Regions from separate parts of the Mus musculus genome. Here region 1 is linked to region 2. The links are chromatin contacts, called in public HiCAR-type maps. All regions are on one chromosome and are shown on one strand. The core of a region is the stretch at or near the end of the contact, and the rest is flanking DNA. Distances in the headings are between cores, read along the strand shown. Region 1 overlaps Rora (RAR-related orphan receptor alpha). Region 2 overlaps Rora (RAR-related orphan receptor alpha).

What was found. HiCAR-type assays count read pairs that join an accessible place to other places.
Region 1: a contact with region 2 is called in a HiCAR-type map of kidney, with 2.6 times the contacts expected there. The contact joins two enhancer-like sites. A contact is called at or near these places in 1 of 39 promoter capture datasets (liver), 1 of 484 Hi-C or Micro-C datasets (liver), 2 of 115 datasets of contacts at active chromatin or transcription factors (fibro-adipogenic progenitors and kidney) and 1 of 9 other capture datasets (adipose tissue).

The regions. Positions count from the first base shown.
Region 1 is chr9:69,177,995-69,183,065 of GRCm38.p6, forward strand. All of the region lies in intron 1 of Rora (RAR-related orphan receptor alpha), which reads left to right. Among named protein-coding and RNA genes, the nearest start is that of Gm46153, 130 kb to the right of the region's middle. Within about 2 kb of position 3,672, at least 24 of the 459 cell types and tissues checked have an H3K27ac peak or open chromatin away from gene starts, as enhancers often do. A contact at or near this core is called in fibro-adipogenic progenitors and kidney, where this site is marked.
Region 2 is chr9:68,939,172-68,943,720 of GRCm38.p6, forward strand. The region is part of intron 1 of Rora (RAR-related orphan receptor alpha); the gene reads left to right. Among named protein-coding and RNA genes, the nearest start is that of Gm31262, 120 kb to the left of the region's middle. Within about 2 kb of position 2,035, at least 55 of the 459 cell types and tissues checked have an H3K27ac peak or open chromatin away from gene starts, as enhancers often do. A contact at or near this core is called in fibro-adipogenic progenitors and kidney, where this site is marked.

The sequences.
Region 1 (5,071 bases), core at 2,422-4,921, 240 kb after region 2:
GAAGATGGTGGAGTGTGTAGCATAAGGAGGAGCCTGGATAAGGGGTGCACAGCAGTTTGGAAGTGTTACCCCTTCCCTAGGGGTGGATGTGGACCTGCACCAGGCCACATGGATTAGGGAGTGAACCATGGTTTCGCCTATCCATTCACTGATGCTCTTGGGCTCTGTGTAACCAGAACAACAGAACCCATTAAGTCAGCATGTGGGTGACTTCCGATAAATAGACAACATGCCGTGGGTGGAAAGCCATGGTAAGGCCTTTACTGAATCTTGATAGATCCAAGGAAATTAGCCCAGAGCCCAGTCAAGAAAAAAAATGAGAAAGAGAAATAGAAGAGAATACTTGAGAAAAAAGAAAACAGGAGACCACTAAAACAAAAAAAACAAAAAAACAAAAAAAAAACAAAAAGCAAAAAACCAGAGGTCTCTACTAAGAGAACATTTGGGGAAGTGTTGGGACTGAGAAGCCCGGTGCCTTTCTTCACAGAATGAGTTCCTTGGGGATTCAGATACAACATCACAGGGACGGAGCGTGTACTAGAGGAGACACTGCAGTGAAAAGCCGGGAACTTTTCCTTGCTGAGATGTCTCCTGCTCTCACACGCTAGAACGGGATGGAAGTTTCACTCAGTCTCCAAGACCTTGAGGAGTGCGTTGAACTCTTTGAACTCCCCACTCTGTCAGGAAGAAACTCAAGAGCTCCTTGAGACATCCTCATCTTGTCCTAAAGAGGCCAAGGACTCGGGGTGTGATTAGTCGGTCCCAGAGGCCAAGTCCCTGCTCCTCTTCCTCTGGATCAGCCACCCCTCCCCTTTAACAAGCACATCACTGCTCTGTAAGACCCCTCGGAGTAGTAGTGATTTTAGCAAAGGGGAGTCATAAAGATGAGTGGTCGGACTAGCAAGATGGCTCAGTGAGTAAGGGCTGACTATACCTACCCATAATTCATCACTTAGATAATGGCCTGCATGCTGGGCAAAAGATCCCACATACCCTCCCTTCTGAAAGGCTTGCTTGGCATGCGGGTGCTCTGAGAAGAAAGGGAGAATAATGACTGAAGCTCGGTTTAAATGGTTTAAACGGGGAGTTTGCAGTAATCACTTGAAGGACTGAAGTTAACAGCACTTGCTGCTCTCCAAAAAGACCAGAGTTCAGTTCTCAGCACCCATATCAGACAGCTCACAACTCTCTAGAATATCAGCTCCAGCGGATCCAACACTTTCTGGCCTCCTCAGTTATCTGCACATATATGATAGACATGCATGCGAACACACACACACAATGAATCTTTTTTAAAACCACTGAACATAAGCTTTATGACAATCACCTACAGTGCAAGGAAGGCCTCACCGCTTGGTGACGGCTGCCTTGGGCTCTCTGCATGATACTCAGGTGTTCCCACTGCAATAAAGTGCAGCCACACCTTACTCTATGGGCCCTTCTCCCAGAGTGTGTGGGGGAGGGGCATGGGAGCTTGTCATTGCTATAGAGCAGCATCATGAGTGGGAATGCTGCCCGCTGACAGCAGAGTAAACGCGTGTTTCTATCCTGGAGGAGCCGTGGATGAGATACCATCGAATATGAATGAAGTTCCCCCCAGGCACCCTTATACATTTATTATAAAGAGCTGGATTTTTGAGATAACAAAAATAACTTAGAAAAATCGGAGGAGAGTCTAAAAAGTTAGATGGGGATATCTCGGGCCATGCTCCTGTATCCTCCTACCAAGCAGGCGGCCTGATTTAAGGAACTCCAGAGCACTACTGCTTTATCCAAATGGGCAGATGTGTTGTGAGTGGAGCACCTTTCTCGGGGAAAGTACAGACAGATCTGAGCAGCACTGTTCACTGTGTGTATGTTCATGTATGCACACATATGTATGCAGGAACATAGTGTGTGCATAATCTTGAACCAGAGAGGTGGAGAGGCAGGAGGATCATCAGAAGTCCAGGACGGCCTGGTCTCAATGGCATTTCCAGGACATCCAGGGTTACAGAGCAAGATCTAGTCTCAATAAACCCCAAAGAAGGTCACATTCTAATGTTCTGTGGTAGCCAGATGCGAGGAGGGGAGGTTTCATCTGTGTTACTGTATGGGGGAGCACGGAGACTAAGAAATCAGGGCCTGTGGGTTTGGAGGCACTGTGCTGAGGGCTCTGTGGCTCTTCCCACTGTCTGTGTTTCTGACTTGCTAGAAAGGATGGTCACAAGCAGAGATACAATAGAGATACAATTCCTAATGCAGAACTCTACAGAAAGCGCCATGATGGTAGCGCCATGATAGTAGGCGTCGTTGCTAATTCACTGGAAGGGACATCTCCTCCTTTTCAGCCTGGCAGCTGCTTGTAAGTGAGAACAGATAGTCACCCCTAGAAACCGGGAGATCCCCACTTTTCTACTGGTACAAATCTTTTAGAAACCCAGGAACCAGTTTCCCATGCTGGTTCCCCACCCCAGAAGCAGGTCGGATTTACCTAGTCGTCTCAGGTTAAAGAGAGAGCTGGCTCGTGTTACATCAATTTAGTTCCAAACCCAGAGGAGTCCAGACTCAATCCCTGGGGAATAAAGCTGCCTCTCTGGTTCTATCCATTTTAGGACAACCAGGTCTTACCTTTGCCCTAGCTTCCCCTCACCATTTTCTTCCACAGCAGAAATAATGTGTTCCGTGGTCCTGGAACAACAGTTTGGTGCATGAATGATTGCCAGAGCACGTTCTAGAGTCTGGGCTCTGAGAATGTTCTGTGGCTCAGATGAGAGTCACAGACATCAGGTATTCAGTGAAGCCAGGCTATCATGTAGTATAAAAGGATGCATCTCACAGCTCTAAAAAAAAAAAAAAAGTCTAGGAATAAATAAGAGCCCATTAGGCTGCTTAAGGCAGGAGGAGCTGGGGCTGGGAGAAGGGTAGGCAGAAAAAAAGGACAGGAAAATGAGCAGAAATCTGAGAAATAGGCTGGAGAAGGCTCAATGAGTTGAATGCAAACATGGGGGCTTGGGTTTGATTGCAGCACTCACATAATGAAGCCAGGAGTGGGGCCATGGGCTGAGGAGGCAGACCCAGGAGGACCCCCAAGGTTCGACAGCCAGCCCTCTAGCTTCCTGGACTAATGCCCACTCTGTGAGAAACTGTCGTTAAAAGCTAGGCAAGGCCAGGGAGGTGGCTCGGTGAATAAGGACACTTGCCTGACAACCTGAGTTCAATCCTAAGGACCCACATAGTGGAAGGAGGGAACCAACTCCTGTAGGCTCTAACTTACACAGGATCACAACATGGCACAGACATGCACAAGAGGACTCACACACACACACACACACACACACACACACACACACACACACACACAGTAAGTAAAATTTAAAAGGCAGACAGTGTCCAAGGAATGACACTGTAGACTGATCCGTGGCTTCTACAAACACATGCACACACAGGAACACATACACAGTGCATGCACATACATGGAGAGAGAGAGAGAGAGAGAGAGAGAGAGAGAGAGAGAGAGAGAGAGAGAGAGAGGAGTGGGAGAAATCTGAGAATGTGCTGGCTTCCTGTTCTTAGCTGCTGGAATTACAGAGTTGTTATGTAATCCAAGCCAGCAGCTTGTGGGGATTTGGCTAATAGTTAACTTAATTTCTCAGGAATGTCCTTTTTTTTTTTTCCCTAAGCAGAAAGAAAGTAGAACTCTGGTCAATGAATCAAATGTTGGGAGGGCCAGCTGGGAGGACCTATTCCCACAGGACCCACCCAGTGCTTGATACTTTACTCTTTTTTTTTTTTTGATACTTTACTCTTTAGTTGCATACTGAGTGCAGGCTAAAAGAATTATTCCCATTAGGAGAGGACGACTCCTGGAGATAAAGGAGCCTTTTACTTTGAATGCCTCCATGAGAAGAAGTAGCAGTTGACAATTCCACCCATACAGTATCTTCCTGTCATTATAAAACTATAATAAAATGATGGCTCACAGTAAGGCTCTAAGACTCTACATAGTAAATAATAATAATAATATGAAGAAGGAGAAGAAGAAGAAGAAGAAGAAAAAGAAGAAGAAGAAGAAGAAAGAAGAAGAAGAAGAAGAAGAAGAAGAAGAAGAAGAAGAAGAAGAAGAAGAAGAAGAAGAAGAAGAAGAAGAAGAAAAAGGACTCATATCAGTGCCAAAGTGAAGGAATTCTTTGCAGCCCAGTGGCTCATCTGCAGTCCAGTGGTCCCAGAGGCCACACCTGTTATCTGGGGCTGGCTGGCTCTGTGGCTGAGACCCCTGGCTGAGTCTCACTTGCTCTGGTGAGTCACTTCTGCTTTCATTACTGGTGATAAAATTCTGAAAGTTTGCCTGCTCCTTCCCTGTCACTTTTCAAGCTGCATTCAAAGCGCCCTTTCGAACAGGACATGAAATATGGAGTGTTAAGGGGAATATTCAAAGTCAAGAGGAAGCTGACTTAGCCGGAATGTTCCATGTGTCTGGGTTCAAAGCTTCCAGCTTTACCAGTTATGGCCTCTGGGGTGACTTGTTTTTTAGGTTGTTACCTTGGAAACTGAGGCATGGGTTTCATCCATGTCAAGAGGGACAGTACCAACGTCATCACTCGAAGATTATTGGGAATACTTAGGTCATGTGGCAGCAGCTTTGGAACACAAGTAGGAAAATCGAGATGTTTGCAGGGGGCACTGTGGTCACACATTCCCCAGTGACAGGGACACATTCTGAAAATTGCATTTTGGATATCCCAACCCCCCCCCCCTTTGCGGTTTTATGCTTCTTTCACTGGGACATAACAAATTCCAGTACAAACTAAGCTATGTTCCTAAGACCTATCCTAGTTGACAAAGTCAAGATTTGAAAGACTAAGACCTCATTACAAACAAGAATTTAAAGAAGAGAGGATGAAATTATTTCCATAAATAAAGATAAAGGAATGTTTCTTTAAATGTGTGTGTGTGTGTGTGTGTGTGTGTGTGTGTGTTTGTGCACATGCATGTGTGTATATACCACAGCACATGTGCAGAGGTCAGAGGACAACTAGAGTTGGTTCTCTCTTACCATGAGGGTCCTGGGGATTGAACTCTCCTCTTCAGG
Region 2 (4,549 bases), core at 785-3,284:
TGCCTCTGTTTTTGTGGGTCTGCCCTAATGGAATATTCTTCATAAAGTTATTAGGATGAACTTGACAGTCCACACTGACCATTCTGTAGGGCTCCTGGCCCATAATTAGTAAATATTTACAGGGTTTTTTCCCAAAACAACTCCCCCGCAATAACCAAAGCTCATGGTGGAAGTACTTTCTATGCACGGGCGTGACTTGATTTGGCTGGCTTCAGACGTGGTTCTTGGCATCTGGAGTTTTTAGCACTGTCTCCTGCCCCACCAAAATGCCTGTCTTGCATATTTCGCCATTATTGGCTAGCTTTTGTCTTGAACAACCTAAGAGGCATTCATTCTTTATTTTATGTTTTTTTGGAGGCATTTAATTCTTTGCACAAGAAAATGATGAAGTTTAAGACAAATACCCAAGCAGTGCCCCTTGCTGAAGTACAGCCAGTCTGGTGGGGCACTCTACGTAGTATCTGCTGGGGGCTGATTGGAGTGGATAGTTGTATTGATTAATTTTCCATCACTTTGACAAAAATGCCACGACCAAAAGCAGTGTAAAGATAAAAGAGTTTATCTGGGTTTTGCATACTAAAAGAGGGGGTCCATGGCATTGGCAACTGCAGAAGGAAGCTGAGAGATCACATCTTCAAGTGCAAATGCGAATCCAAGAAATTGAACTGGAAGTAGGGGGAGGATAGGAACTCTCAAAGTCCATCTCTAAAGACGGGCTTCCTCCAGCAAAGCTATATCCCACCTCCCCAAACAGTGCCCCCGCTGGGGCCCACGCCTTTAAATACTCACACCTCTGAGCACCAATTCTTCCATCCACAGCAGTTGGAATGCTGTCTTCCGCACTGCAATGCTCTTCTACACTGATTGAGACCATTACCGAGAAAATGCCAGGCTAGGTTTCTCCCCTCTATAGCCACTGTGTGAAGAAGAGAGTACCAGGTTTTCATTAAGGCAGAAGACCTGATAGATGTGTGGTTCTCTCTGTTTCTCCATCCTGGTGAGTTATGAAGAGACATACCCTGGTGCCAAGAGTGACACCAAGTCTCTCCATCAGAATAGCCCCTCAAGTTGCCTCACACCAGGCTGGGCTACACTGAGACCTTGTTCCAAGACTTTGTTCCAGTGAAGCAAGAACTGTTTGTAAGCAGCTAGAGGAGGTAGAGAGAATAATACTGCTTTGGGCATGGCTCTCCCCTTGACCCAGAGGGCTCCCTGGAGTGATGGATGCCAGGGTCGCCACATCAGATAGGCTTGGATCCTGCATAATTACATCTCTATGGAACTTTACAGAGCGACTCTGATTCTTCTCTCGCACACATTTCCTTGCGGCTGGTATTTCCTCGGTGACTCTCGAGGCTGAGTAGCCACAGAGCATGCATATTGTATGGGGAGGCTCTTCATCAGCAATGCCAACCTTGCTTTGTCCAACTCCAAGGGACTCGGGTTGCGAATCACTCTGTGATCACCTCACGCCATCCATAGCAGACAAGAGCAATCGTCCACAGAGGCAAAGATGAGTAACTTCTGGGAAGAGTGCATCCCTTAGTTCTCCAAGGGCTGCACTTTGAGGATCGCTGTGTGTGTAGTGTCTAGCAGTGCAGCCTACCCTGCTCCAGCAGGGGAGGATAAAGCTACCAGTTTGAGTCTGATGTTTTATTTATCTGTACTGGTAACTTTATGTAGGGTGTGTTTCTCTGTTTGGGCCTCAAGGCTGGTTGAGCAAAAGGCGGGAAACATTAATAAGTAATAGAGAGAGAGGGGCTGTCCATTTATAGTCTTTCAGAGATGACCTGGTTTCCATTCCAATGGGAGCGTTAGTGTTGTTTTAGAGTGATAGGCATCTGTGGATGCTTGCAGTGGTGCATTCGGGGATAACCAGGAGGGACACCTGCTTAGGCTATTTTTAGAATAAAAATTAAGAAACCTCAGGCAGCCCCAGGGGCCCTCCCCAGTTGGCAGTGCACACACTGTGAGCCCGAATAGTCCATTTTCCTGGGGTTGCGTGGGATCACTGTGTTCCTTTCTGTTCGCCTCCAGTGTCTGGTTATTATTAAACCACCCTTTGTGAGAGATTAACTCTGGCTTCCCTCCCAGTGAGGAGATGTCTACACAGAGCCAGAGTAGGCAGCCAATGGCAGGCACATGGGTTATTTGGTGTCGTACAGGAACAAACAACTGGTTGACAAGCCAGTTCTTCACTTTCTGATGGCTTCCCTTGGCATGGTAACAAGCTTCCGTAGCACATGGTATAAATGCTTCCCGAGCCTGCCTGCCTGCCTTCATTCATTCAGAAAGTATTTCCTAAGGGCCCCCTGTGGGATTTATTATTTCTAAAATGGGGATAATCGTGGTACCTATTGCATAGAATTATGTGGATTAAATGAGCTAATAATGTGTTAAGGATTTAGAACAGTGCCTGGCACGTAGTTAAGGCTTAGTCAAGTCAAGCTTGGCTGTGCAATTGAAGGGCTGATTTTTTTTTTGTTGTTGTTGTTCTAGGTGAGAAATGGACAGTGGAGCCAACAGTATAGAAAGAAAGATAGTTTCTGTGGTAAAGTAGGGAACTCAATTTTTATAGTGTGTGTGTGTGTGCGTGTGCGTGTGCGTGTGTTCAAATTAGTCTGGGAACCAGAGGTCATCCTTGGGTGTCACTCTCTAGGCAAACCTTACTTTTGAGACACTCACTAGCCTGGACTTGGTCTACAAGGCTACACTTGCTAACCAGCAGGCCCAAGGGATCCTACTTTTGGCCTCACCAGTGCTAAGATTACAAGCACTCTATCTAAGCACTTGCCTGGCTTTTAAATGTGGGTTCCGATGACCAAACTCCAGTTCTCATTGATTTTGCTGTGTGTGTTTGGGGATGGGGTGTTGTTGTTGTTGTTGTTTGTTTTGGTTTTTCAAGACAGGATTTCTCTGTGTAGCCTTGGCTGTCCTAGAACTCACTCTGTAGACCAGACTGGCCTCAAACTCAGAGATCTACTTGTCACTGCATCCATAATGCTGGGATTAAAGGCATGCGCCACCACTGTCAGGCTAATTCTCATGATTTTAAGGCAAGCCCTTGACTGACTGGCCCATCTCCCCAGTGTGAGGGATTCATTTTAATGGGGCCAAATCTATAGACAAGGGTGATGCTTCCTGATATCATGGTTCACAGAGTGAAATTCTTTGAGCGGTCATATCACCATCATCTGAGTGTGAAATATAAATTCTTTATCCTTGCCCAAGGGTTTCAAGTCAAATATTTCAGAGTTTGGGCCAGCAATTTGTGTTTGAATAAAGCCTCAGAGATTCTCCTTGCTAAGTTTGAAAAGAGCTGCCTAGTCTCTTGATGGCACTGGGAAAGAAAAAACTTGGACAATGTCTGCTTCATGACCTATACTGTATTTAACATCTACTAGTCCAGCAGGAGGCAGGCTCTGGACAGTAGCTCCTTCGTAAGGCAGGCAACAGCCTTGTTAACTGGCAGGGACCTTGTTAGTGCAGGCCCAGCCTGCTTCCTGAGCACAGGCAAGCCAAACCTCAGCTCTCCTCCTGGCTTACTGCCAACAGGGCACCACAACACACCCCTGTCATCCATATGCTAAGGATTCAGAGCTGGGGCTATGCTAAGTGGGTTTTTTTCCAGAACAACTGTGAGCTGCAAGGCCCCAGGGCACCTCTCATCACGTTGAGAAACGAGGGGAGACCAGCCTCTCTGGGTCCTTTCTAAGCAGATGCACATCTGGTTTGTGTGAGTCTGCCTACACACACCCAAAGACAGCCCATGGCCAACAGAATGTATCACACCAGCGCCTCTGAGAAGCTTGTTGCTGGCCTGGCTTTTATTACTGGTGTGCAGCCACCTCTGCGATGGAACGCCACAGCTGGAGAGAATTTGAGAACATCCGTCTAGATTTTCCGACTTTGCCCATTTGTTCGGTCATACAAATTTGTATGCTCCAGAATGGTGGAAAATAAGAAGAACATATCTCCCCGTGTCTACAAACCTTCAGCCCTTCCCTAAGGAACATTCCAGAATGGCAAGGGTCATGGCTCCTACAAATACCTACTGTTCAGGATAGATAGAGTGTTCTATGTCAATAGGAGAATACCAACTAGATGTGGAGTTAGAGGTTAAGACATAAGTGTGGATGTCTCATGAGGAAGGGGGAGGCTAGTTAGTGTTCCAGGCCTGGAAGGTGGGGCAGCAGAATCTTAGGATACATGCATAGAAAAGGGGTCTTAAGTAAAGGGGGATTGAGAAAGTATGAGAGATAGAGGAAATAGAGAGTGCTCAGAGGGAGGAACGAGTGATCCATCTAAATCATCCAGAGCCTAGACCATAAACAGAGAAATGGAGAAAATCAGCTCTTTGAGAATAGGTTAGTATGCTTTCTCCAAGGCAAGGGGTTTGGACAACATTTATGTGGAGGCCAGAAGAAAGTCTGATGAAGACTAGGAAGAGGGTTGAAACTGTAATTGCTGTCATTAGCTATCCTTGGTGGGAGTCTTGCTCAGAGACCTAGCTCCCAGGAAGCAGCAGAAACAAAGGAAGATCGAGGAA